4 separate regions of the Mus musculus genome follow, and regions 1, 3 and 4 are each linked to region 2. Evidence: chromatin contacts called from public Hi-C and HiChIP or PLAC-seq data. All regions are on one chromosome and are shown on one strand. The core of a region is the stretch at or near the end of the contact, and the rest is flanking DNA. Distances in the headings are between cores, read along the strand shown. Region 1 has its middle 110 kb from the start of Slc25a26. Region 2 overlaps Magi1 (membrane associated guanylate kinase, WW and PDZ domain containing 1). Region 3 overlaps Magi1 (membrane associated guanylate kinase, WW and PDZ domain containing 1). Region 4 overlaps Magi1 (membrane associated guanylate kinase, WW and PDZ domain containing 1).

Region 1 (7,441 bases), core at 4,942-7,441, 130 kb before region 2:
CAGGATTACAGGTCCGGGCCATCACATCTGGTTTATGCAGAATTGGGGATATCCATCCTAGGGCTTGGTGCACAAGCCAGATAAGTATGTCACCAACTAAGTTACATCATCAGCCTCCAATCAATACTTTTCTTTACCTCAACTGATTTGTACCTGGATTGTCCTTTCTGCAGTGCTGGCAATCCACCCGAGAACTTCGCACATGCTAAGTGAGCCATCTATAGCTAAGCTACCTTCCCAGCTCGGAAATCAATTTTAAAAGAAGCTTTATGTGACTACTAAAAATGAAAATAAGAATTATATATGAGAAATAAGAAGATAATCATTAAATAAACACAATAAAACAAAGCGTTTACACTTGTGCAGTAAATGTGACCCAGGTTCGGAAAGTCACACCTCTGCCTCTCAGGGGCTCCCTTCTTAACTTCATTAGAAATTCTACATGTGTACTAAAAGACAATGGCTTTGCATGTGATTTCACACCATAAAAGACACCAGCCGAGGGGCTGCGGAACATGGCGGCTGTCTGATACAAGGTCAAGAGAAATACTCCAACCGAAAGAGGAATGGTGAAACCAGCAACTGGAAAGATAAGGCTTCATAGAGGAATATGTAAAGCAAACAGTACTGAAAGGAGTCTCAAGATGACCGGAGCATTCTGTTCTGATAATAAGTGATTGCCGTCAGAACAGCAGCAACTCAAATTCGAAACCAACAGTCACTTCTTATAGACTAACAATGTCTTATCCAAGGAAGGAGCAGTTCCGTGAGATAGAAAAAAACAGTGGTGTAAGAGCCGAATAAACACGGATTGAGATCTGACTAGGTAATCAATACAACTTACTATATGCAGGTCCTAAGTTCTTCATCTAAACACCAGCAAGGGGGATAGTATATATACTATATATGTATATGTGTGTGTGTGTGTGTGTATATATATATATATATATATATATGTGTGTGTGTATATATATATATATATATTATACACAGTATATACTATATATATATACTAATATATATATTAGTACACAGTAGGTACATCTCAGGTTAAAGCATCATACCCACAAAAGGTAAAAGCACAGAAACCAGATGAACACCTGCCAACAATCCACCTAACTCATCCTAGTGAGAGAACATGTTAGCTTTTCAGCTTGCTCAAAGGGGAAGGCAAGGAGTAGAGAGAGAAGAACACTAGACTGTTGGAGCAGGGTGCACAAACACACCTTCTTCTACAACATGAGCGGGACAGCCATTGGCTGTCCGGCCGGCTGATTTCTTTGCACAACCGAGAAAGAACTTCCTGCATTACTATCCATTCTACCATCAATTTCCTAATTATCCAGGTCAACACAGACAACTCCAGATAAACAGTTATCAGATTAATTCTCCTCAGAGTTAACAGACTGGGGATGTTGTGTAGTTGCTAGAGTGCTTACGTGAAGCCCCGGACTCCATCTCTAGAACCGCATAGATTGGGCATGGTGGCTCATAGCTCTAATCCCAGGACTCTAGAGGTGGAGGGAAATGGGGCAGGAGGATCTAAAGTTCAAAGGTCAACACCCCTTCAAGGTACATAATGAGTTTGGGCCAGCCTGCACTACAGGATAGTTCAAGAGATGGACCATCTGGCCTTGTACATGCTAGGCAAGTGTTGTGCCCCATGCCTATTTTTTTTTAAAGTTCCTCTTTTTTAAAAGCAGATTTATAATGCAAAATAGACTAACTGGAAAATAACCTCTCTAATTAACATTTATTCATATTAAAATATCACTGCTGTTAACAATTCTGTAGTAATTAGTAACACACAGGACTGAGAGGAGCCGTGCTCTTTAAGGCTCTTCTAATTCTAACATCGCAGGAATCTATCACCCAGTACACTACGGGGTGAATTTATGTTTTATTAAAGCTGAGTTCCAGAAAGGTTAGAGTCAAATTTTAAAATCAATCAGGAACAACGATAAAAGCATATCTGAAATTAATGTGCAGTGTGTAAGTTAATTAAAAAGAGAAGTTCATTATATAAAAATGAAATTAAAATATATCTGTGGCGGGGAGGGAGGGAAGGATAAGGGCGGAGGGGTGGAGACAATCACAATACATGATATATATCTGAAAGTTCCTGTGCAACCCATCACTATGAACAAGGGATATATGCCAATACAGACTCTGTTAAAGACTTTTCAGTAAGGTTTGAATTATAAAAAGCCAGGTGCTCGCTCGCTCTCTCTCTCTCTCTCTCCCCCCCCCCCCACAGCGACAACTGACAATATCTTCACCCCAGCATCATGCTCAACACAGAAATCTATGGGAAAGCTTCCCAAGGCTGTACTCAAACTGACACCCACAATGATTTTTGAATGATTTTTAATTCATCCATTTAAGTCCTTCAGTGTGTCTAGGTGACACTAGGTGTCACTTTTTTTTTTCAGGTTAATTTTTTTTATTAGGTATTTATTTCATTTACATTTCCAATGCTACCCCAAAAGTCCCCCACCCGCTCCCCCACCCACCCACTCCCACTTCTTGGTCCTGGCATTCCCCTGTACTGAGGCAGATAAAGTTTGCAAGACCAATGGGCCTCTCTTTCCACTGATGGCCAACTAGGCCATCTTCTGATACATATGCAGCTAGAGACACGAGCTCCAGGGGGTACTGGTTAGTTCATATTGTTGTTCCACCTACAGGGTTGCAGACCCCTTTAGCTCCTTGGGTACTTTCTCTAGCTCCTCCATTGGGGGCCCTGTGATCCATCCAATAGCTGACTGTGAGCATCCACTTCTGTGTTTGCTAGGCCCCAGCATACTCTGACAAGAGACAGCTACATCTGGGTCCTTTCAGCAAAATCTTGCTAGTGTATGCAATGGTGTCAGCGTTCAGAGGCTGATTATGGGATGGATTCCCGGATATGGCAGTCTCTAGATGGTCCATCCTTTCGTCTCAGCTCCAAACTGTGTCTCTGTAATTCCTTCCATGGGTGTTTTGTTCCCAATTCTAAGAAGGGGCAAAGTGTTCACACTTTGGTCGTCGTTCTTCTTGAGTTTCATGTGTTTAGCAAATTGTATCTTATATCTTGGGTATTCTAAGTTTCTAGGTTAATATCCACTTATCAGTGAGTACATTTTTTTCAGGTGCTTAGGTGTCACTTTTCATGGTTAAAAATAGTACCTGAAGTAACTCTGTCTCATCAAGACATCTTGAGAGTACCTCCCCAGCAGACAATCCCTGCAGAACCATTGCCACTGCTGATATTGTCAGAGAGTAACTATTCCTTGTCAACAGTCACTTTCCATCTTATCTATTCTGTCTTCAACTTCTGGCTTTTAGGGGTCAGTTTTGGATTTTCAGGGAAGCCCTTTAACGTTTTGCCACCATCCCCAGATAGTTTGGATCTTAGCCTTGGTATAGGAGCCTTTCTCTGTGACAAATCAACTTAATAATGTTCTCTTTGCCATTTTATCCACCCCAGTTCCTTGAGTAGACTTAGCAAACACAGCAAAGGAATTCCATTCCGAGGACGTTTCCTTCTATTCACAAAGGCATCCACTTCCTTGTTCGGTAATTAATGGCACCCTGGGAGCAGAGGGAACGCGGCAGAACAGGGACAGTAATAGTTGTCCCTGGCCATGTAATAGAGTGTGAGAGGTTATCTATCTCAACAGGATATCTGTGTTTAAATGGCAAGAGATAAAGAGACCAGGCCCAGTTGCTCTGCTCTGTGGTCTAACTGGAAGGAAATCCACAGAAATGGACTTTCAAAGAGCAAAAGCTACGCCTCAAAGCAAATGGTGACGTTTAATGTTTGAGCTCTTCTTTCTTTCCAGGGGTGGGTGAGTGGCAAGGATGTGAACATCACAATACAAAATTTCTATCCATAGAGCCCCTCATCTATACTTTCAGTACTTGAGAGTCTGAGGCAGGAGGATAGCAAGGTTGAGGCCATCCCAGACTATATAGTGAGACTCTGTCTTTAAAAATAAAACAGAGTGGCTAGAGAGATGGCTCCGTGGTTAAGAGTACTGGCTGTTCCTTCAGAAGGCCCTGGGTTTAAATCCCACTACCTACTTGGTGGTCATAACACCTTCGTAACTCCAGTTCCAGGGAACCTAACACTCTCTCCACTAGTACTAAGTACACTCATGAGGTGCAGACATACATTCAGCCAAAATGTTCATACACGTAAAATAAAATAAATAAGTCTGAAAAGTTAAGAAAACAAAAGAAAAAGGGGGAGACCCCAATACGTTGATTCTAATTAAATTCCTGTGGTATGTAATATTTTACACGGCCCCTTATCATCTGTATGCAATATGTATTTGCATGACCATCTTACAGAACAAGGATAGCCAGGTTCTAAAAGCCCCACATACAATCAGTTGGCTGATTGATGAGCACAACTCTCCATTGAGCATGTCTGTCCACATTCATCTCGTGGCCTTGCTTCTTCCCTGTCTTTTTGTTGAATGCGGTACTGGGGATGGAAGCCAGGACCTCACAACTGCTGGGTCTGTGCTAGGCAAGTGTTCATTGTTAAACTATAGCCCTAGCCCTTTTCAAATTATACTTTTAGACAAGACTTCCCTCTGTAGTTCATGGTGGCTTGCGGCCCTGTGGTCCTCCCACCTCCTGCCTCCCAAGTGCTGGGATTATAGGAATATCCCACCACGTCTGGTTACCTGGCATCTTTTCATTGTGAACCTGCCTGCCATGTTGACCCTTTGACTTCATATTTATTTAAAACTGTACTCATAAATAAAGCTCTCTAAATAAATAGATAAATGCAGAGCTTCTGGAGAGCATGCATCCTCTTCTTAGATTATTATGAGGTTGCTGGAGCTCTGATTGTGTCCACGGGTGTGGGGAATGGTCAGTTCTCAGCCCCATGCAATATTCCTTCTTATTTTTATCTTGAGCCTTTCGCTCATGCCAGAGGGAGAGGGAGAGGGAGAGGGGGAGGGGGAGGGAGGAGGGGAGAGGGGGAGGGGGGAGGGAGAGAGGGGAAGAGGGAGAGAGACAGAGAGAGAGAGAGAGACAGAGAGAGAGAGAGACTCAGTTGGAACTTAAGCCTTGCACATGACAGGCAAGTGTTCTACCACCACACTGTATCTCCAGACTGTACTCTTTTAAACTTTGACTTACAAGTTCATTATGATGATAATCCAAACGTTGTAGAGAAATGCAAAATAAGAAAGCAAAAAAATTTTACATTTTTACTATTTAGTACTTAGATGCAGTGTCTTCTGGAGGTGTTTGTTTAGTTTTGGATTGGGGCTGTGCTGGGGATAGAGCCCAGCGCTATACACTTTCCAGACGGATCACACTCCAGCCTCACATTTCAGATTTCCTGAGTCATTTTTAAAAACCAGAATCATTTGGAACTCAATGCTATTTCTTCCTTTTGACTCAGAATATATCAGTATCACAGATAGGCCCTGGAAGCCACCGTCCTGAGTCAACAGCTAGCACTCCCTTTTATACCTCTACAGTCACAGACTCCTCTACTCATTAACAGAACTTCCCCCAAACCGTTCCTCTATTACAAATTGTCTACATCCGGGTTGCTGAGACGGTTCAGTGGGTAAAGGAGTCCTCTGCCAAGCTTGGCACCTTGAATTAGTCTAACATGTGGGTCGAAGAGAACAAGTTCCTGAAAGCTGTCCTCTGACCTCCACAACTCACAGGAGTATGTGCATGAATAAATAAATGTAATAAGAACATTTAAATGTCCATAGCTGCCTGATTTCCCTGGGGCAGAAAAGAACATTCTCACCCACCTTGGCAACCAAGGAACTAAGAAAAGCACTAATAATTCTTCTGTTTTTGTTTTGTTTGAAGGGCCCCTTGCTTATATAAAAAAGTTTGTGTGGGGCCTGGTGCTTTGCTTTCCATGCTTCACCAATATGAACACACACTCACACACACACACACACACACACACACACACATACCACTCTGAAAGAGAATACTAACTATTTAGCATATCCCCCAATGCTCATTTCACATCGCTATCAAAGAGCAACTTCAACTCCTGCTTTGTTTGTGAGGGAGGAAGAGAGGGAGAAAAGGAAGAAGAGAGGGTGGGAGGGGAGGAGGGAGGGAGGAGGAGGAGGGCTTCATAAGGCATGCAGAGAGTGTTAGCTATCTTCTGGTTTGTAGAAGTAGGTGGGCGTGGCTCTGCTGCTCTCTTTTCCCAGATTAAATTATAACCAAGAGTAGATCAGTAAAGGTGTGCCTGACCTTGGCAAGGCTGCCTCTCTAATCAGAAGAAGCCAGCTCCAAGGTCAACTCTCCCTAACTCCACATAAAACAGGGAACCTGGATAACCTTTTAACTCCTCCCCACCCTGATCACTCTGCATACCACTCATAGCTGTTGGGAGTATTTGGAAAGTAGGTGTGTAGAGGGGGAAGTGTTTGCTGCCTTCTCAGCTGTGTCTACACTACAGGGGCAACCTACGTATACCATGCTTCTTACTCATTTCATGATCAATGTCACTGGTCCTCAAGCAAGGACCAGCAACTATATCCCCCACCCCCCCAAAAAAAAACTTTTGTGTGCAAGTAAGGAACCCATCAAACCAAACAGAACAAGACAGAAATTAATAGTGCCTTTCTTGTGGCTCCTTTTGTCAGGAAAACCCACAAGGTGACAGAGAATTGTTGGGTGTAGCTTTCCAGGAAAGTACACCGAGGTAAAGGGTTCTCTGGAACACAAAATTTCCCTTTTGCCTTTTCTCTCACCTGCCTGGAACACAGAAGCTGTTAGTGTTGGGGCAACGAACTTGGGACAACATGAAGGAGAAGCAGACATGGTCCTTGATAGCCCCTCAGGGCCACCATATGAGCAGGGGATTGTTTGTGTCTAGACTTCTAATTACTCGAGAAAACTGAAGCCGGCACTTGGTTAATGCCATTGCCACTGGTGCTTCTGGTGCCTCCTGCCAAAGTCGTTCCTTGTTGACATATCCCAGCGTCCCTTGCACTTTGAACAGAGCCTGGCACACGATAAGATATTCAGTACTGGGCAAGCAGCTCCGTGATTAGAGCACTTTTACTGCACAAGCGTGAGTTCTTGAGTTGAATCCCCAAAACTCACGTGGGGGGTGGGGGAAGAGGCAGTTGTGGGGGCCCACACTTATAGTCCCAGCAGAGACTGGTTCTTGAGGCTCTCTGGCCAGCTAGGCTCTCCTACTTAGCAAATTCTAGGCAAGTGAGAGATGCTGTCTCAAAAAAAGACAAAGAAATAAAAATAGGTTGACGGTGCCTGAAGAGTAAGCAAGACTGTCCTGGAGCTTCATGCATGTGTGCCCACGTGGACATGTATACAAACATGCATGTGCACCAGCACACACATGAAGATGTACACAACAGAGATATTCAGGGTGGGGTTTTTTAAAGGGAGGGGCATACATCCAAAGCCATTCACAATCAAGACCTAACAT
Region 2 (6,918 bases), core at 3,613-6,112:
CTACCTATCAAGTCCCTAGCTCTGAAAGCCCATGGTGCATTGTCAGAGTGTGGCTAGCAGTGTTAGCTCATCTCTTTGGTGTTTCGAGCAGTTTGTAGATTGGGCCTTAAGTACCTCCAACATCTTTCATCTAGTTATCATTTCCACCTTCCTGGGAGGGATGCTGTACATTACATGCCCAAGATTTGGGTTTCATGGAGGCTGGGTTCAAGTGTAGGCTCATCACTGAGCTACTGGTATAACGCCGGTCATGTGATTTTTTTTTTTTTTAAACTTCTGAGAAGTAGCATCATGTGTTAGCTGCAAGAGTTGAAATGGAATGACATAGTGAACCCCCAATGTGGAACACATAGAGTAAAAACAGAGCCAAGTATCTGATATTTCTTGCTTCGAATCTGATAACTTTTGATTCTAGGTTTGTGGAGGCGCGGAATTGACTATGTAGTTGACTCAAAACACTTCTGTTTAACACTCCGGGTTTTTATAATCGTTCCTGGCACTACCACCTCCACTTAGATTTTATGGAGAGGAATTTGTTGGGCCAAGTTTTATGGAGCAGATTTGATAGGAATTCATTCTAAAGTATACTGTTATACTGTCTTTATGTTTCCCTGTTATTTCTTTTGTAAGATGGCTTGCAGTCTGGATTTAGTCACCTCCCTCTAGGGGAAGCTACAAGCGATGACAGGAGAATTCAGTGATCTGCAAGTCCCAGTGAGATAGAAAATGCAGGTTGATGTCGATGCTGTCCAAGGAGCTGTGGGGCTTGGTCAGGGTTTCTTTCTCTTATGTGTTGTAGCTGTGGATAGGATTATAACTTTATCACTAGGTGTTTATTGCTCTAGCCTTAAGAAAATAAGACTGGCATGGTGGCACACACTTGTAATCCTAGTGCTTTGGAGCTTGAGGCATGGGATCCTAAGTTCAAGGTGACACGTGCCACACAGTGCAATCCTGTCTTACTAACAAAATAAAAATAGTTTTTATGTATATTTATTTATGTGATGATGCTTCATATATTTTAGATAACACATTTAATCATTACAGAAAATAATAATTTAATAGTTATGAAGAACCTAACATAGCTTGTACCATTCCATGTAACACCCTTACCCTTTGAATACAGGGTTCCATATATTGCAGGTTGGCTGGGAAACTCAATATTGTGACCTTGAGCTTTTTTGTTTGTTTGTGTTTGTTTTGAGAGAGCATGTTACTTACTGTATAGACCTAGCTGGCTTGACACTCACTTTGTAGACCAGGCTGGCCTTGAACTCACAGAGATTTACCTGCTTCTGACTCACAAGTGCTGAGATTAAAGATGTCATGCCTAGCAGGGATTTCTTCATACATCCTGAGTTGAGTTTTGTTCACTGAAAAATGATCCAGTCACTAATTTACCACTTACACACACATTGTTACATCTCTTCCAAATGAAGATGCACACATACCTTTGAACAGAGGTCTTTTAAGTGTCTAGCATGGCTTGTGTGGGGGAAGTGTTTGTACTGGCTCTTTCATACTTCTTCGAAGAGATCCAAACTCAAATACCCATGGCCCAGTCTCTTCATATGGAGAAAAATAAAGTTACCATGTTAGATTATAGCCTTGCCAGGTGTCCCAAGGACAGAGCACATTGTTCCACTGGTTCTTTAATGCTAGACACAGTCCTGTGGGCTCAGTTTCTGACATGGTAGTTGTTGCAAAGCTCACTTTTGGATTGTTCCCAAACATGGTAGCAATGTCCAATGTGTTTCCTGTTTTCGGGTTAGTGAGCATAGGACACGAAAGTGTGTGACTGCACCTGGATCTGAAGCCTACAGGGGACGGCTGGGTCCAGGACCCAACTACGAGAGCCTGGGGCAGAGCCTCGCCTGGAGGACAGTTCCTTGGCTCCAGTGCTCATTATGTGTTGTGTTGTGTTGTGTTGTGTTGTATTGTATTGTATTGTATTTTGCGATGCTGGCAGAACGTAGGGCCTTGGGCAGGGTAAGGTGATCTACCACTGAGCTGGTGACCCTCTCAGCTTTTCTATTGTTTTAAACATCTGTTCTTTTTATCATTGGAGAAGTGTGGTAGGGGTTGTGGGACCCAGGCATGTCTGCGTAGTGGACGCTTTAAGCAGTGTTTTCCTGTGTGAGGATCCAGGCCCCACTGGTACAGAAGCCATCTGTAGATTCTGTGACTTGTTAGTGCGCGAGTGAGCACTGGACTGCTCTTCTCAGGGTGATGTGATATTTACAATGTGTGGGATACCTGTAAGCATCCAGAGTTCTTATCTACTCTGGCCTTGGGTTTTTTTTTTTTTTTTTCCTTTTGAAGACTCCATTTAAAAAAAAAACAAAATATGTACATATATTTTTTCCCCAGAGCTGAGGACCGAACCCAGGGCCTTGCGCTTGCTAGGCAGGCGCTCTACCACTGAGCTAAATCCCCAACTCCAAACAAACAGCATATAAGTTATGTGCTTTATAGAATTGCTTGTGAGCATGAACTACTGTAATGTCTGAGGAATAGTCACAGAATACTGAGTACACTAAAAGCACCCAATAAATATTTCTCTTACTGTCCTTTTACCCAGAGGTCTGTTGGAACAGCAAACAAACATGTCCTGATTTCTGTGTGTGAGTTAATGTGTTGCTTTCACAGGGGACTTGCCCTTCAGGAGTCAGTCTGAAATGACTTGATTGACTCTTGTATGTTAAATATTCTTTGTGATTGCTCAATTAATCTTTTTTGTTGTTGTTGTTGTTTTGCTTTTTTGTTTTTTTGTTTTTGAGACGGGATTTCTCTGCATAGCCCTGGCTGTCCTGGAACTTACTCTGTAGACCAGGCTGGCCTCGAACTCAGAAATCCGCCTGCCTCTGCCTCCTGAGTGCTGGGATTAAAGGCGTGCGCCACCACGCCCGGCTCAATTAATCTTCATTAGAAACTTTTATACTACTTTGCATTCCTATGGGTTCATATTGAATCCTGAGGTCTTGAATTTAGAGAGTCTTGTGGTCCAAGTCACTGGTGTCAGTGGGATGCGTGTAGCCATGACTGAGTGCCCACAATTCAGACTTGACTGGAGACAGGTGAGTGTCGATGGGGACATTAGTGTTCACGGTTGAGGTTGGGTGTGCTTCCTGAGGAGGTCATATTTGATTTGTAAGCTGTTACAGAGTTGGGGTGGGCTGTTAGTCTGAACAGAGGGGACAGCCAGAGTAGTGGCCTGAAGGCAAGAAAATTCCCAGTGTGCTGTGTGCCCCAAGTGTCTGAGCTGAGGGCCTAGTGAGGGAAGGGGATAGCAGGCTTCCTTTCCCAGCCTGGCAGTGTGTCAGGAGTGCTCATTAACTTGAGTCTTGAAATGATTTGATAAATACAGCCTCTTTTTTTGAGAGTATGTGGGAAGAACCCATTAAAAACCGTAACATTTTGGCCTAAAATTCTTACCACTAGAAACCCTTTCTCTGGAAACACTCAAACAGTAAGATATGTGAAGGGCTGTGAACTCTATGGCATTGCTTGTAAAGGATTGGCTCGCGCATGCATTATAATAGTTGAAAGCTTACAGTGCCTCCTTCTTGTACCATATTCCACAGCCAGTTAGAACAGTGAGTTGAATCTGTGTCCTGATATGTAAACATGATGCAGTAAATGGAAGAGGTACTGTTGGGTGAGTCCATTCTTGGAACCAATTGATAACCCACTTGGGTGGGTATCTAGAACAATATGGATCACTTACCCATGGCTGCCTCTGGGTTGGGTGACATATGTGCCAGTTAGATTGTTTGAGAATAGCTGGATTATACCCGATGATATAATTATTTATAGTGTGATCTTTAAGTTTTGGTGTCTCGTTTGGGCAGCTTATTCTACCTTTTTCTGAGGATTAGAAAAGGCAAGAGTAATGGGAAGAGGCTGTTACCCCTGTGACCCGCTCAGAATAGTTTATAGCAAGCATGCATTTTTTTTTTTAATAAGGCGACTTGAGAATTATGGCTCTACTGTATTAGAGAGTGACTCGTTGCTGAGCCACCATTATGTGGTCATCTCTGATAGAGAAATTACCTTTTTTCCCTCCTGCGAGTTGAACATCTACTTTGTTCTACTTGAATAAGTTATCCATAGAATTATTGAAGATTTCCGTTGTCATCTAAGTCAGCAGACTTTGCCACTCACCCAATTTTGCAGAAACCTAGTGGGGGTTATTATGTTTCCTTCTCTCATTTAACGCCTTTGCTGTTGGATTGAAATTCTCCCTGAGAAAAACAACAGAGTCTTTGAAATACTGTGAAATTGTCATCTTCTCATCCTTAGGTTCCTCAAACATCAATTTAGACCCAATAGGAGTCTGAATTATTAAATGAGCTCCCTGCAAACCGTGGAGCTAGAGTGTGTTGCAGAGTTGGCTAGAGTCCTCTTTTCTTTGCTTCCCAGTAAAACCCCAGAGGAAATAAGCCTGGGAAGGAAATAGCTGCAATTCAAAAAAAAAAAAAAAAAAAAAGAAAGTCATAGGGCACTTTCGATGTGCTAGACTCTGTGGTCGGTGTCTTCACATCTGTAAGTGACTTCACATCTGTGGCGTTTCACAGTCTTAAATGAGATTGTGCTTTAGTGTCTTCTTTTATATGTGTGTGTGTGGAAACTGAGGCTCAGAACACTTAAGTACCTGACCAAGATGCTTGGGCTGCCAACCAGACTCTTTTCATCTGTAATGTATTCTTTGCTTTTGTTTGCAACCCAGTCTGATGTAGCCTGGGTTTAGCCTTGTGGCCGGTGACCTTGAACTCCTATTTGTTGAGTACTGTGGTATAGGCATGCACCACCCTGCCTGGCTTTGATTTGGGGTTTGAATAGTAACTCCGTTCAGAGAGAGCTTGTTAGCCTCAGCCTTATTGACATATTGACCTGGCGGATTTCTTGTTGGGACCTGTGGCTGGCACTGTAGCCACATCCCTGGCCTTTATCCACCAGATGCCAGTAACTCCTACCCCTTTCTCACAAAAAAAAAAAAAAAAAAAAAAAAAAAAAGTCTTTACGAAAGTCCCCTGGAGGGTAGAGCAGTCCTTGGTAGAGAATGCCTACACTGCACCAAATTCGAGGACTATCATTGGATCTGGGTAAGTCAAGGATGCAATGGGCTATCGAAGGAAGGGTTGCCTATGCTTAGTAGTGTGTCAACTTTCCCAGGTCAAATCAATCAATCTCCCCCCTCGCTCCCTCCCTCCCTCCCTCCCTCCCTCCCTCCCTCCCTCCCTCCCTCCCTCCCTCCTTCCCTCCCTTCTCTCTCTCTCTCTCTCTCTTTCTTTTCCAGGATTGTGTTTGTTTAAAACCTGAGGACCTGGAACACAGTAGCTGTAAATCTTACTAGTTAATGAGTAATGGCCCTGCCCAGAATGTTGAGAAGGTCAAAACATCTTTGGATCTTGCCAGTCCTCTTTTTCTCTCTTTCCGGATCATTTTGGGAAGCGCTTCAACCAGGAAGATTCATGTTAGTCATTCCATATGGTTCCATTCAGCTTTTTAAAAATGCTGCTTATGGTCCACAGGGCGTATAACTTAGTTGTGGCGTGTCTGCTTAACATTTGTGAGACCTTGTGCTCAACAACCACACTGCTGCCTAGAAGCACTTTGGTGGCTTGGGGCTCGATGCAGGCATGCCTTCGTCTTTAAAGGCTGTACATGCAATGCAGGCCGTATGGTTGGTTAATTTAATGATTCATCTTGGGAAACTGTGGAGGGCTCCAGTGTGTGCACACGTCTGGACATAGAAAAGTCTGCACTTTCTTTTCTCCTTTGCCCCCACCTCTGCTTTTCTCCAATAAGCTGACTGGTTCATTAGCACTTAGCTTTCTTTTATGTTTCAAGGTATGGTGGGGACTAGAAACTTCCAGTACTGTTTCTTTTCATATCTGTAAGAACATTCAAGAGTGAATGTTTGCTGCAGAAAGCATGCTGTGGAGTGGAACGTAGTGTGCTTTCTCCCTCCTCCCCATCCCAAGTTCTAAGATACCACTTGGTTGCTTGTCCAAGACAAAAGTCTTTATTGCCTGTCATTCTTTTGAACGTAAAAAGTATAACTTTCAGAAACAGGCTTTGTTTACCATCCAGTTAAAACAAAAGAAAACCAGATCTGACTGGGACAGTTTGGCGGCTGCAGGGAGGGTTAGAGCTGGAGCCAAGAAGATAGGGCATTGAGTCTTCTCCTTATAACAACTAATTTAGAATTTTTTTTCCTCCTCAGGTTTATATTTTAACTAGTCCTGGAGAAATGACAATTAATTTAGCTTGCACAAATATAGTCCTTGCTATGTAGCTGTTGTGGTATTAGTTGCCTAGAGAAGAATATTTTGGATGCTATCTTTTATTTTCCGTTTGCCTCATGGGGACATAACGGCCGTTGCCTAAATGGGCTCTCTCCACCAGCATCAGCATTTGCTCTGAATGACTCTCCTGCTGGAAGAGGAGGAGGATCAGCCCTCTCTTCCGATTCTCAGCTAGGGATCCCTGTCCACATTGATGCCACTCCAGTTCCCCAGGGATTCAGCAGACCGCTAGCCACTAAAATGTCATGGGTTGTACTTGATTTTCATGAAGGAGAAAGTTTTGAAGCCCTGGTGCTTTTTTAAGGATAGCAGGAGCACTGGGTAGGATCAGCCATCTATAAGATTACCTCCTGCATGTTATCACTGTGTATACCCAAGTTGGTGGTGTGTGGTATGCAAAGAAAGTTGAAAATGAAATAAAGCAAGGTTTCTACAACTTCCTCCACATCCCACAAACTGGAAATCCTGCAAAGGAAGTTACATTTTACAAAAAATGAGACCCTGGCGATTTTTAGGTAACTGCTTTACTAATGACATTGGAGTCTAGCCAGGCCAGAGAAAGCCTGTGTTCATTAGAAAGCTGCCAGGGGTCGATCACCCAGGAAGT
Region 3 (7,219 bases), core at 2,408-4,907, 190 kb after region 2:
TTATTGCATAACAGGATTTTCAGGGGTTGTACTTTTAGTTGTTGGTTTTGTTTTGTATTGTTGTTTTGGTTTGGTATTGGAGACAGGATTTTTCTTCATAACCCTGGCTGTCCGGAAACTCACTTTGTAGATCAAGGAAGCCTTAGACTCACACAAATCTGCCTGCTTCTGCCTCATGAGAATTAGACGTGTGTACCACCATGCCAAGTAGTTGTTCTGGTTTCTATTGTACAACCTGGAGTCACTTGGAGAAGAGGAACCACTCTCTATTGAAGAAATGGTTTGTGGCTCTGCTGAAAGGAATTTTCTTAATTGATGATTGATGTAGGAGGGTCCAGCCTACTGTGGGTGGCACCATACCTATGTAGACAAGCAGGCTGAGTTTGACCCAGACACCACACCAGTAATCAGTGTGCCTCTGTGGGTTCTACTTCAGTTTCTGCTTGAGTTCCTGTCCTGACTTCCCCTCAATGATGGGCTGCTATCTGGAAATGTAAGCTAAATAAACCTTTTTTTTTTTTTTCTTTCCCCTCTTCAAGCTTCTTTTGGCCATATATAGTGTTTATCACAGCAACAGAAAAGGAAATGAGGGCAGGGTGGGATACAACTACAGGCATCTTAAAGCAGCAACAGTGCACTGTGGCAAACTTCTGGCTGGCCTGTGTGAGTGGTGTTAAAGGTGGTGACTGCCCACTTATACCACTTAACAGTGCTGGTAAAAGTGGAACTGTGATTTAGTCAGATTTATAGTTTAGATGTAGAATTTCTTAATGCTGAAATATTTTATCCCATATTGGAGCAAAACTGGATTACCACTTTATTAATTTTTTTATTAGCTAGAGACTCAGGCTATGAAAACAAATGCCCATGTTCCCCTTAATTATTGGGTTGGTTAGCATTACAGGAATCTGTAGTGAATAATTTCTACCCCAGAGCTATTTATCTTCTGGAATTTTCTATCATCCTGTGGATTCTTTTTCATATTTGCTCTTTGGAAGAAATTATTCTAATTTGTAGCTCATTTAGCAAGCTACAAATAATTCATATTAAAAAGGAAGTACAATGAGATATAACAATTCTAATCTTTGAATCTAATTATAAAGAAGTCGTTAAAATTAATGACTTAAGTATAATTAAGGCATAAGTATCCAAGACAAGGCAGTCATAGACCTGCAGAAAGCAAATTACAACGCTGTTGTATTTTTCTTCCGTGTTCATTTTGTTCTCAAGAAGACAGTCTTGTGAAGCAGTTTCAAAGGCAATTGTAACAAATTCCAATGGGCTCTGTAGCCAGTGGAGCTGTGCAAGCCAATGACTATCTTTAAACTGTCACCATGTGAAGACAGATCTGGTGCTAGGACATGCTGAGTTGATCTGTCAGTGACTCTACTCCTTTTGGTCATTCGTTCTTTGAAGATGTCTGCATTTGTTTTGACATGCCGTTCTTCATCATAGTAATTCATGGTCTGTGAGAATGTGGGGTTTTTTCCTTTAAAAAAAAGTTTGGTGTTTTATGGGGGGTAAACGATCCTTGCTGACATTTAAGGTAAACTATTCTGCAGTCAGTACTTTTTGAATATTTTATATATATGTATATATATATGTATGTATATATATATATATCATATTAATTCATTTATTCTTAAAGTAGAATTGCCTGTCAAGTAGTTTCCTCAATTAACTGATGAGGAACCCAGCTCCTGAAAACAAAACAAAACAAAACAAAACACCAAAGCAGATTGCTTTTGGAAACTTAGAGGCTGGTTCTGGGGTCAGAACCTTCGCTCAGCTCTGATAGACCTCAGGCCTCCCTCGCTCCTCATGACCTTGCTGGTCTTCTGAGAGTGCTCACATCCCTCTGTTGATTCCCTTAAGCTCTCATTCTGTGAAGTGCTTTTGGTTGCAGGCTAACTTGGGGATTGTCATCTCTTTGGGGGTTGCACTTAAGATGTCCTGCAGATCAGATATTTATATTGTGATTCAGAACAGCAGCGAGATTACAGTTAACGGAGTAGCAAAGTAAACAGCTTTATGTTGGGGTCACCACACATGAGGAACTGTATTGAAGGGTTGCAGTGTTAGGAAGGTTGAGAAGCACTCCTAGACTGTTTAGTCTTAGGGAACTGGGTCATTACTTCATCAGGTGCCTGGGAAAGTGTCTTGTGCCCTACAGAGTCTCACCGTGCATCTTCCTGCTTGTCTGTAGTCTATTAGCTTCCTGCCTGGAAGATTTTGTCCTTTTTCTCTCTCTTTTTCCTTTCCTCTGCTGGCTTCCTACATACTAGCTTGGGTCTTGGGAAGCTGTTGTCATGGCAGCTGCTGGCTTTCTTCCTAGATCCTGTGTTCCAGGGTGTGGGTGCTTCTTCTCTGTCTAGCATCATTGCCAGGGTCTGCAGTGAACTTGGGTCCTCCCTTGGGATCTTTGCTTACGTCTGCATTGAGTGGCTACTCATGTCCTGTGTCTGACCCTGTGACAGAAGCAAGGAGCTGTGCCGGACAGTTGTACCTGAATTCAGTTAGAAGAGACAGAAACTATTTATCCTATTGCCTCACACATTCAGAACCATGAAGTCACTGTTTTGACCAGGGAACATTGATCTTTACAGTAACAGAAGTGGGCTCAGTATGTTACTAAGTATGTCACATTTTAAAAAATAATATTAGCAGCATTGAATTAAGATCTTACATAGTGTAGAGTCATATAACAGATCTTAATTTCAAACTTATTATAGGCCCTCATGCCTTCAAATAAAGAAGTGTGAAATAATTGGATCACTGAGGAATGAAATGAAATACACAAAGGTTATTTTACATTAGACTTCTTTTCGGGGGTGGGCAGGGACAGATTCTCACGTAGCCCAAATTGGCCTCCAACTATATAGCCAGTAATGTCTGTGAGTTCCTGGTGGTCTCACCTCTACCTGCTTCCCCAGTAGGGAGGACGGGATGGGGGCTGCCTTTACCACTGACTTGCAGTGGCAGCTAAAAGGGCAGCAGTCAGTGAGTGTTAGTATTCTGCAGTGTCTAACTGAGCTTGCCTGATTATAGTAGGAGGGTGGTGAAACCCAGTTTTAATACAGAAGGCAGTCTTCTTTGGGTTGGAATGCACAGAGTTCTTAGAGAACATTTAATGGCCACGGTGGTCCTGTCCTTTGTCCATGTAGGGCTTGAGGACCCATGTACTACAAGATTAAAATACTTTTCCCGTGGGTATATTTTCTTCTACCTCACTTTCCCTGTAGCCTTAATAGATATAGGAACAATGGCCACGTCAGGGACCCACTCGATGGCAATAAATCTGCAAGTTGTGAAGTTCATGGGGTTACGCTCCTGTTATTCTTAAGAACAGGGTGTTGCTGTTACACAAGTTAGCTCCAGATCCCTAGACTCAAGCGGCCTTCTTCTTCCAGCCTCCAAAGTGGCTGAGGTGATATGCACTTGTTGTTGAGCCCTCCCCTAGGGTACATTTTAAGAAATGTACAGAGTGTATACAGGTACTTCTGGCAGGAGGAGTCTTCTCCTCTGCAGTGTCTATGCTCTGTTTGTGTGTGTGTGTGTGTGTGTGTGTGTGTGTGTGTGGAGTGCTATAGCAGGGTGAAGCTCAAGCCCTCCAGCCTATCCTGGGAAACCAGAGCTGTGAGTGCCCTTTGATCTCCAGCCTCACTCCTCGCACCTGCCAACGCTGTGAAAGTTCTGCTGATCGAAGATACTAGACTGTTGCTTATCTGGTTCTGCCCTGGATATTTTCAAACAGAACATGCATCACTGTCATTTGTGGGTGTGGTCTGATTCCTTTTTAATAAAAGCATTGAAACAACAGCCACACGTTTAACATGGAACAGACATTTCTTCCTATGTCCGGAAAGACTTTGCTGTTTCTTCAATCAGGGACACACAGGATTTATGCTTTACATTTTTCATCACACTTACTTATTTCTATGCGTGCTGTGTGTGTCGGGGTAGGGGGGAAGACACATTATGGCTTTGTGGGGAGTTAGGCTTCTAAAGGTGCCCATGGTTTGTCATTTCCAGCTGTCTACCAGTCCCCTCAGATATGCTTCAGATTCAGCCGATACTTTCAGGTCAGTATATTTTCAACCCTACCTATGCTGTTGCACTCTGACTAGCAAGTGCCTGGCTTATGTGAGTCCATTTTTATTTTTATTTTTTTTTTTAAAAAAAGGTTAAAGGAAAACTAGGTACATTGTGTCCCCCAAGAACTTGGAGAGTGGAGGCAGGAGGATCAGAAGTTCAGTGGTCCTTTGCTCCATGTGATTCTGAGTCCAGTCTCAGCTATATGAGACCCTATCACAACCCAAACCTGATCAGAAGACAAGCAGCCAAGTCCCTGTATTCACGAGTATATTGTGACTATATGCGTAAGTAATCATTTGTCCCTGTCTGCTCGTATTTCCTTTGCCATCATGGAAAAAAAAAGAGGCCCAGCTTTGAAGAACATTTTCCTGCTTCCTTTCTTAAATGATAAAGCAAATACTGAGCGCAAGTTTTGAGGGAAAAAAAAAGTTTGTTTTTTTTTTTCCCTTTCTAGCACCGCGTCTTTGTTAAAGCCTGTTGCCTTTAATCCTGAAATTCATCTATTAAAGTTTGTGAGAAGCTGTTTGCTGGCTTTAGGTTCCAAGGAGTTCTTAGCACTAAGTTTAGATAAGAAGAGGTTTGTCAGAATCCCAGTGGGCTTATAGTGAGGTGACACAGGAAAACGGGCTTTGTCCCCGGACTTTAAAAGGGAAATATTATTCGGTGTGTAAAGCACTTTTTATCCTTTTAAAAAATACTTCTCACATTTTCCAAAAGATAATGATTTCTTTAAAGTACTGCCACTGTAGTATTTTCTAAAGCAGAGATATTAAAAATTAAACTCAAGGCAGGTTCAACCCAGGGCTCCCGTGTGTGCTGCCTTCATGGGAAAGCATGGGCCTCCAGTTCTGTATTTCATCTTGGCCATTTATTTCATCGATGTGAATAAAGTCATTCTACCCCACAGCTGGCTGTTATTATGTGAGTCCTGCAGGAGTGATTAGTTTTCAGACAGCATTCTAACTTTCTGCTGTTTGATTTCAGTGCCCTCCCCCCTCCCTCCCTCCCTCCCTCCCTCCCTCCCTCCCTCCCTCCCTCCCTCTGTAATAGAGTGAGGCAGTGGGAGGTTATTACTGACCTGACTGATGAACGTGACCTGTGATTATTAGTTCTTGAATTTGATGTGTTGGGACCACGTCTTGAAACGATTTTCTCAGCAATTTGTTTAAAGAACGGTTAGGCAACTTGCCTGTTGATGTAGGTCAGAGATCCGATTGGCTTTTATTAGTGATTCACAGGTTGGCAAATAACTTCATCTCAGAATTTATAAAAGGCAGTGTGGGCATGGCTGAACAGTCAGGATTTATAAGGTAGCTTGAAGAGGAGTGGGGGAAATGGAGAAATGGAGAGAATGGGCGGGTAATATTAGGCTAATTACAGTCTCTGCTTGTGATAGACAAGGACAAAGCATTGAGCCTGCTAAAACTGCCTGGCCTAGGACTTAGCTATCATCTTTCTCATTTGACTTTTCATGAGATGAACAACTTAAATTTTAACTTGTCAACAGCAGACTTTGAAACGAGTGACTTAAAATTTGATTTGGCCTGCCTTTGGGGGCCTCACGCAGGAGCTCAGTCCAAAACAGTGGGTGGGGGCTTTTTGTTTGTTTGTTTTTTGTTTTTTTAGTTGTTGTTGAATTTCAATTTACCAGAGTTTCCTCTGTTGTCTTTTGCCTTTGGAGCGGTAGTGAATCTCACCCAGGTCTTCCTGCATGTTAGCCAAGTAATCTACCACTGAACCAACCTCAGAAGAGCACCACTGTAGAAGAGCTTTTTCCTTGGTGGGAAGAATAGGTGGATGGCTTTCAGCTTGCCCACCCATTGCTTGCTTGTAGAAAATGGATATTTTCTACAAAAATATTCTCCAACTTACGATCATGGCAATTTTGAAAAATAGTCTTAACAAAGTATTTATTTAAAAAACTTGAATGCTGGGGAGATGTCTCGGCATATCAAAGTGCTTGCAACCAAGCCTGATGTCCTGAGGTCTGTTCCTGGAACTGACATGGTAAAGATCAAATTGTTCTCTGACCTCTCACAATTAAAAAAAGGGGTGAAGACAAATTCAGAAAAAGATTATGTGTTTTTAGGGTGTGCAAAAATATAGGATTTGGGATCACACTTTGGGGACAAGCAGGAAGGTTGCTTGTATAAGTAGGTGATGACCAGTAATATGGAGAGGAAGATATGGTATGATCAGAGAGGTCATGTGGCCAAGCAGACATGGGTGCACAATGATTGTGTTCCCTGTGGTTCTATATGACACCTACAGAATCCAGGCACCCCTGGAAGAACAAAGAGGCAGAATAGAAACTCAGAGAGGATGCTGTTACCTCGTTGCCACCAGGATTTTCTTTATTTTAACCTGCTGAATTTTCTCTTACTGTATTATCGTAGTAACTGCAATACAGATTTTTCTTTTATATTTGTTTGTCGTCGTCGTCTTCTTCTTCTTCTTCTTCTTCTTCTTCTTCTTCTTCTTCTTCTTCTTCTTCTTCTTCTTCTTCTTTTTCTCCTCCTCCTCCTCCTCCTCCTCCTCCTCCTCCTCCTTCTCCTCTTCTCTCTCTCTCTCTCTCTCTCTCTCTCTCTCTCTCTCTCTCTCCCTCTCTCTTCGACAGGGTCTCACTATGTAGTTCTTGGTGTTCTGGAACTCACTAAGTAGACCAGGCTGGCCTTGAACTCACAGAAATCTTTCTGCCTCTACTAGGATTAATGGTGTGTGCTACCATGCCTGACTTCCTTTGATTTTAGCGTCTCATATCCCACATCCTTTCCATCTTATTATTTTTTAAAATCCACTTGATTATTTTCTCCTGTTTAGAAACTCTTGCTGTGACCAGCATTTGCTATCTGTGGTATAATGATATAAATTAGATTGTCATCTAAGTAAGGCCACAAAACTCAACCATTGATTCATTGCACATGGTCATCACAGTAGTGCTTTGGTTTTTGTAAGCCCTGAAAGGAAGACATTATGTATAATACATAATTTCAACTGTTTAATGGTAAGATTCTCTACCCTTTTTACTCTTTCTTTCTTCTTTTTTTGGGGGACAGGGCACCATTACACACATGTTTTGTTTGAATTTAAGGAATAGTGATGTAGATATGTACTTAACATTCTT
Region 4 (6,659 bases), core at 2,906-5,405, 160 kb after region 2:
GTAGCAATTTTGAGGGAGCACTAATAGAACAGAGCAGCGTGTAGGTCTTTCTTGTTGACTTTTTGGCCTAAACAGACATTCACAATGATTTTGTATGCCTGTGCCTGTGTTTTACTTTGCTGCAACACCACAGGCTTAGTGGCCGAGATGCCACATGTCTAATTTCTGAAGGTCAGCAGCTTGGTATGATCTTATAGCTCCAAAATAAAGGTGCTGTCAGAGTTGTATCTCTGGATGTGCTCGGGGTTGTTTGGCCTCTTTATAATGCACGTGAAGTTGTGATCAACAATGTACAACGTGTTATCTACGACTCAAAGGCAAAAATGCTCCTAATGTTTTCAGCAACTTTATGATTTTGTATTATTTTTTAAGGGCAGTCCTTTAAAGGAAGCATCATTTTAGTGCTAGGCAGATTGTAAAGATGAAGAGACCTTCTCTGCTAGCAGAAATAAAGAGCTGCACCATTGGGCAAAATATTGAGTTGATAAGCTGTTGGTATTTTACAGTTTAGTTTTTTTTCCTGAAAGCAACTCTGATGTAGATTTTCAAAGTTAAACTTTTAAAACACCTGGAACCAGTGGTTTTGAAGTCATTAATCCCTTTCTGTTCTGTGCTTTTGAAGGTAAATCTTTTCCCTACTTCATGGGTACCTTACCCTGAGCTGTGCTTGTGTGTTCAGTGAGTGATGGCAGGCAGTACATGTCACCCCCTTTTCAGGGAGCATCTTTAAATGTTTAGTATTATTTTAATCTTACCATATGCTTCAATATTCTTGTGGATATTGTCTCAAAAAAAAAAACAGAGAAAAATAATAAGACTAGAACAGAAACATTGTATTTTTCAGTGAGTAGATATTTCCTGTAACTTCTTAAGTGCTTAAATGATTAATACATAAGAGAAGGGCCGGAAGATAACTGCTAGAACCATTGACTCTCCCACCATGTAGAACACAAGGTCTGAATGTTTCATTGGAAGGGAAAGCTGGTTATTTAAGCAGCCACCTTTAGCTGAGTTGGATAGCCATTATGTCTGGTGTATTTGCATATATGGGTTTCTCTTTCTTTCTCTCTCTCTCTCTCTCTCTCTCTCTCTCTCTGTGTGTGTGTGTGTGTGTGTGTGTGTGTGTGTGTGTTTGTCTGTGTGTCTGCCTGCCTGCCTGTCTGTCCGTGTCTCCTGTCTCTTACCTGCCTCAGTGCTGGGATTTTAGGTACACATGGATATAGCTAGCTTTCTCTGTGGGTGCTGGAGATCTGAACTCGGGACCTCATGCATGAGCAAGTGTTCCTACCTACTGTGCCTTATCCCTAGCCCCTCTGACTACTGTTTAATTCCCAGTCTATTAATGATGGGTAGAATTAAGTCACGTGAGAACAAAGACTAGATTTAGTTACTGTAGATAAGGTCTCCTGTAGTGTATTCAGTCTGACCTTGGATTTGCCTTGTAGCCGAGGATGACCTTACGCTCTCTCTGACTCCACCTCTGGGACTTCCGGCCCAGATTTTGCTTATGTGATACTAGGAAGAGAAACCAGGGTTGTACTTATATTAGGCAGACATTTTACCAGTTAAGCTACATATGCCCAGCCCTGAATCTATTTTTAAAGATAATGGAACTAAGAACTCTTTCTACAGCCTGTTTCACTTGTGTGTATAGTTCCTTATGGTCCCTTCACCATGCATGCAATTTGAAATGCCTGCAGTTTGGAATTAACCTTGCCTCTTCACGCATCGGGCCCCCTCTTTTCTCCATCCACACAGCCACATGTGCTGATTTACCCTATGGACCAGGGGCACAATTGCAGTGCTTTGTTTTAGTACTCATGAAGGGGCTGTTGGCCCTGAGGAGTTGGGAAGGAAGCCAGATGTGCTATGCAAACAAGTCCTGCTATTTGCCCATCTGTGGCTCTGGCTCGCATATTCAGCTCTTCTCTAAGATCCCACAAGAGCTTAAGGAAAAGGCAGAGAAAGGGTTCCCAAAATTATGTGAACATTCAGATTTCCACAGACAGTTGGTACATATAACTTTTAATCCTCTTTTAATTAACATTTTTAGTTTTTAAATTTACCTAGAGAGAATTGATGTAATGATCAGTAACATCATTGATTGCTATGTGTTCACATTATATTAAAAAAGTTTATATGTGAGCATAACTAAAATTCTAGAAAGTAGATTTTAAAATGTTTCCCCTTTTACCAGTGAGATAAAGAAAGCTGAAGTTATTCACTCCAGGCCTCAGCTTCTGTTAAAAGATAAGATTTAGATTGGGCCTCTGAACTTGTAGAGCCAGTCTGCTGTGTCTCTGTGGTGACTCTTGGGAGGGAGCCTGCCAAGGATGGCCTGTCACCCAGAATGCATACTTCCTGAGACATCCCTAGTACCCAGGCAGTGCTGGTGCATAGTGTAGACTCTGAGTATCCACTGGTGAAGAAGAAGGGTTGCTTTGGGAAGAGTTTTGCTCCTCTTCCTGCATTCTTATAACTATGGCTGTTATGTGCTCAGTGCTGCAGGAGAAGCTACCTGCACGGCTTCTCAGGAACGTTCTTCATTCTGTGCCATCTCTGCTCTACAAAGCGCTCCAACTGTCCTTCAAAACTCAAGTCTAGAGCCTCAGAGATTTCTCCTGGTAAAAGCTGAAACTCCTTGATAGGATGTAGGAGCTCTTCAGTGATGACGCCCGATGCTTCTCTGGGCTCATCGGACCGACTTTCTGTAACCCTTGAGCTAGCTAAACATAGGGATCCTTCCACACGCAGGGTTCAGCCCCTGCTAGGCTCTTGATGCATGGCATTTCTTGGTCCAGGATAGGTCTCCTCTTTACCCTCGATTTACTATGTCTGAAAGCTGTTGCTTCCTCCCTCATCCAAGCTGGTTGCCCTTTCTGCGTGTTATGGCTGCACTCTGTAATAAGTCTCTTCTTATTACAGTTGCTATGTCTTAGATTGTCCTAAATCCAGATGTTCCATCACTTAGGGAACTTATGCTTACTATTAAAGCCTAATACAGTGCACCTAATACAGTGCTTGGCAAATCGAGCCTTGCTGAATACTAATTGAATGTAATGTGGAACTGAGATGGACATGTGAACTAGCTGTAGAAGAGTACTGTGAAGACTCCGTAGAAAAGGAATATGCCCTTTTATTAACTAATGTTTTGTGGCCTAGCACAGTTTTTGAAAGATACAGGAGTAATAAAGATGATTATGTGTTTAAAAAGATTTGAGTGTCTTTTTTATTCTACTTTTAAAATGGAAATGGAGACCCGAGGGTGTACTGTTTAGCGGTATAATGCATATTTATAATGTGTGAGTTTCTGAGTTCAATTCCCATAACTAAAATTCTAGAAAGTGCCAAATCAAGGAAAACCAAAGTGGAGAGACCGTCCTAATTTGATTTAGTTATTTTTCAACCGAAGTTGGAATGTTCTGTGTCTTGCCTCTCTCTGCATAAGTAGAAGGTAGTAATTAGGCACTGCTGTGTTCTCCTGCATTAGAACCGACTGTCTCAAGCTATTATCATAGTCCAAATTTATTTTATGATTTGCTTTTCTTTTTCACTAGACCGTTGTGTCTTGTTCTCTTACATCTGTTATGTCATTAGCAAGCCAACCTTATTGTCATAAAAATAGTCCTTCCCAGGGCCAGAGCAGCACTCTTTAGTCTGGTGTCACTGAGCAGAATATGAATGCCCCAAAGGGCGTATCTGCTAAGCACCCAGTGTCCGAGCACTTCCCACCAATTTCCATGGTCCTAGTTCACCTTTCCTCTTTCTTTACAGGATTCAGTGGGTGACCTGACTTTTATTTTTTTAAGTGAACTTGTCATTTGGATAAGCCAGAAACATGATTTGTTTGTTTGTGTGTTTCTGTTTATTTTTGTGGTGCTAGAGATGAGTCTCCCTCTCTAGAATCATGAGGCAAATCCAAAATGTCTAGCAAGCTTCCTGCCCTAGCAGCTAGGTCCACTTTGAACAATGTGTGCTGGTGAGGCTCGTGCTTTCCCTCTGAGCTGTAGCCCAGTCCTGTTTCTCTTTGTTTGCAGAAGGGGTGGGTGGGGAAGGGACAGGAGACAGGGGCGTCGAGGATTGAGCCCAGGGCTTCACACATGTTCACCAAGACCACAGTAAGAATGTGATGTTCGCCGCCAGAGTTTAATTTAGCAGACTAAGCTTTTGTTTTTCTTTTAGATTGGTGCCCTGCCAAGGCTTGAGTCTTACACCAGTCATTCCTTCTCTGTGGAAGATAAAACTCAAGATTCCTTGTGGATATCTGAAACCATGGTGCATTAGTCAGGGTCCTCTAGAGGAACAGAACTGATAGAATTAATATGTATATGGGGTTTGTATATGGAATTTATTAGAGTGTCTTACAGGCTCTGTTCCAGCTAGTCCAACGATGGGTGTCTACCAATGCAAACCCCAAGTATGTGGTAGTTATTCAGTCCATGAAGCTGGGTGTCTCAGCTGGTCTTCAGTACATGCCGGACTCCCAGAGAAGTAGACTCTAATGTCGGTGAAAGAATAAACTTGCTTATGTAATAGCTAGGGCAAGCAGGCAAAGAACAAGTGCTTCCTTCTTGCTTGCCCTTTCTATAGGCTGCCACCAGAAGACGTGGCCCAAATTTAAGGTGGTCCTTCCCACCTCCAAAGATTGAAAGAGGGTCTTCCAATTTCAAATGATTTAATTAAGGAAAGTCCCAGCTACTTGGGTTTTTGTTAATTCCAGCTGTTGTCATGTTGACCCCCCACCCCCACCCTGCCAAGAATAGCCATCAGACATGGGTGTTTCTGCTTTCTACCTATATATACTATTTTGACAGTAATAACCTGAAGTGATTATAATGAGGTACTACATGAGAGGGGTATGGATGTGGCCTGTACGGAGTCATGTTTAGGCTTTTCCGTGTCATGATGCTCAGTGAACCAGTGCCTCTGTGTTGAGCTAGGTTGGGATGACCAACGCAGCATTGCCATGCTGTCTTAGGCGCTTACTCAGTACTTACTCAGAGAGTACAAGAGACAGGCAGTCTGATGACTTAGCTACGGAGTGAGTCATGCACAGGTAGTGTGTACAGCCCGGATACACTGGGCAAGGGGTGATTTTCATATTTGTGTGATGGATAGAAATGGCAGGAGCCTTTACCACCTTACCCAGAATATTCATTGACAAACTTACTAATCAACAATTTGCCCTGCGGTTGTTCATGGTTATGTGAAACCATAGAAGGTAAAACTATCAATAAGGGTTGTATATTTGGGACAGGCAGCTGTATGATATTTGTAATAGCTAAAGACTGATGATCCATTTTTTTTGTAAAGTCCATTCAGAATATAAGAAGTCATTTAAGCTATAGGAAAAAATCCCCATGTATAATTAGATAAGTGTAATATACTGCTCAACATCCATAAATGTAATTAAATTTTGACATAGAACATGCCAAAATCTGACTTGCCAAATTCAGTTCATCTTTTTCTAAAAAGCATATTTTATGGTAGGCTTTAGGAAAGTGTGCACATGTGTGAAATTAGTCAAGTGACATATATTATTGTAGCTCCCATTAAGGGATGTGTAATAACCTGGCATGCAGGAATGCTATTTACATAAGAATTCTTGCTGAAATAAAAGTGAGAAGTACTGCTAATTTTTCTAAGTTATAACTTATGTCTAAACCATCTGTTCCTTGCATATATTAAGTATTTTATATATTCCTATTCCTTATAATTTAGCTATTATCCCATTAGCTATACTATTAAATATAGTGGCTAAATGTGTTGTCATTGACTTATTCATTGATCCATTTAATATGTGTTTAAAACATTGGAGTTGATGATAGCTATCTGAAGATGAAGTATAATAATTTTGGGCCCATTAAGACACCACTTGGCCTATACCACACATTTAATTTAATTTCACCTCTTTTGTATTAATCATATAATATTGATGGTGGCCATGCCCCGTAATCGATGCGTGAATTATGAAGAGCATATTAGGAATGATCTTGGGCTATGGAGATGACAGTTGGTTAGAACTTTTGCTGTGCAAGCATGAGGACCCAGACTGCTAGGCAAGGCTGCGTGTGCCTGTAATCTCAACATTGCAGGGTAGAGGGAAAACCTAGCAAGCCGCCAGCCTAGCCAAAATCATGAGATTCCAGTGTTGTGAAAGACCCTGTCTCCTGATAATAAGGTGGGGAGCAGTAGAAGACCCCCAGTGTCCTGCTTTAGCATCATCCCTCCCCCCCACCCTGTCTCCCTCTGTTTCCCTTGTCTTCTCGCCTCTCCCCACTCTTCCTTCTCCTGAAGTGTTATGCTGTTCGAGCTCATTTGATTGACCACATTTGATATTCTTTCAGTAGTGTTCATTACTTTCCCCTCGTAGTCATTCAGAGTATCTGAATTGTGAGCAAGGCACCACTTTGGACAGTCAGTCCTGCCAGGTCATTGGTACGTAGAACGAACACCTCTGGTTTGCCTCTGTTTTACAGTGGCAATCCCACTTAGCAAAATTTCAAGTTGGTAGAGCTCCCATATATCTAGATATCTGGAGCTGTGCTGTTCAATACAGTATTTACTCTCCCTGCATGGTTATCTAATTTTTATTTGAGATGAAATAAATTTTGAATGTCCTTTCTTGCTTCCACTAGCCATTGGAGCTTCGGGCAACC

Evidence for each region. A called contact is a pair of places that touch in the nucleus more often than the background predicts. HiChIP or PLAC-seq counts read pairs in DNA pulled down with a chosen protein or histone mark.
Region 1: a contact with region 2 is called in a Hi-C map of liver, with 7 times the contacts expected there. The contact joins two enhancer-like sites. A contact is called at or near these places in 2 of 484 Hi-C or Micro-C datasets (cortical neurons and liver) and 2 of 115 datasets of contacts at active chromatin or transcription factors (pancreatic cancer cells and stem cell-derived neural progenitor cells).
Region 3: a contact with region 2 is called in a Hi-C map of liver, with 1.8 times the contacts expected there. The contact joins two enhancer-like sites. A contact is called at or near these places in 1 of 484 Hi-C or Micro-C datasets (liver), 2 of 115 datasets of contacts at active chromatin or transcription factors (embryonic stem cells and microglia) and 1 of 9 other capture datasets (embryonic stem cells).
Region 4: an HNF4G HiChIP or PLAC-seq map of pancreatic cancer cells shows a contact between it and region 2. The contact joins two enhancer-like sites. A contact is called at or near these places in 3 of 484 Hi-C or Micro-C datasets (Sertoli cells, liver and nephron progenitors) and 2 of 115 datasets of contacts at active chromatin or transcription factors (embryonic stem cells and pancreatic cancer cells).

What each region holds. Positions count from the first base shown.
Region 1 is chr6:94,389,446-94,396,886 of GRCm38.p6, reverse strand. No RefSeq gene overlaps it. Among named protein-coding and RNA genes, the nearest start is that of Slc25a26, 110 kb to the left of the region's middle. Within about 2 kb of position 6,191, at least 50 of the 459 cell types and tissues checked have an H3K27ac peak or open chromatin away from gene starts, as enhancers often do. A contact at or near this core is called in liver and pancreatic cancer cells, where this site is marked.
Region 2 is chr6:94,255,870-94,262,787 of GRCm38.p6, reverse strand. All of the region lies in intron 1 of Magi1 (membrane associated guanylate kinase, WW and PDZ domain containing 1), which reads left to right. Among named protein-coding and RNA genes, the nearest start is that of 4930511A08Rik, 22 kb to the right of the region's middle. Within about 2 kb of position 4,862, at least 23 of the 459 cell types and tissues checked have an H3K27ac peak or open chromatin away from gene starts, as enhancers often do. A contact at or near this core is called in liver and pancreatic cancer cells, where this site is marked.
Region 3 is chr6:94,066,014-94,073,232 of GRCm38.p6, reverse strand. The region is part of intron 1 of Magi1 (membrane associated guanylate kinase, WW and PDZ domain containing 1); the gene reads left to right. Among named protein-coding and RNA genes, the nearest start is that of Gm52867, 160 kb to the left of the region's middle. Within about 2 kb of position 3,657, at least 23 of the 459 cell types and tissues checked have an H3K27ac peak or open chromatin away from gene starts, as enhancers often do. A contact at or near this core is called in liver, where this site is marked.
Region 4 is chr6:94,098,932-94,105,590 of GRCm38.p6, reverse strand. All of the region lies in intron 1 of Magi1 (membrane associated guanylate kinase, WW and PDZ domain containing 1), which reads left to right. Among named protein-coding and RNA genes, the nearest start is that of Gm52867, 130 kb to the left of the region's middle. Within about 2 kb of position 4,155, at least 23 of the 459 cell types and tissues checked have an H3K27ac peak or open chromatin away from gene starts, as enhancers often do. A contact at or near this core is called in pancreatic cancer cells, where this site is marked.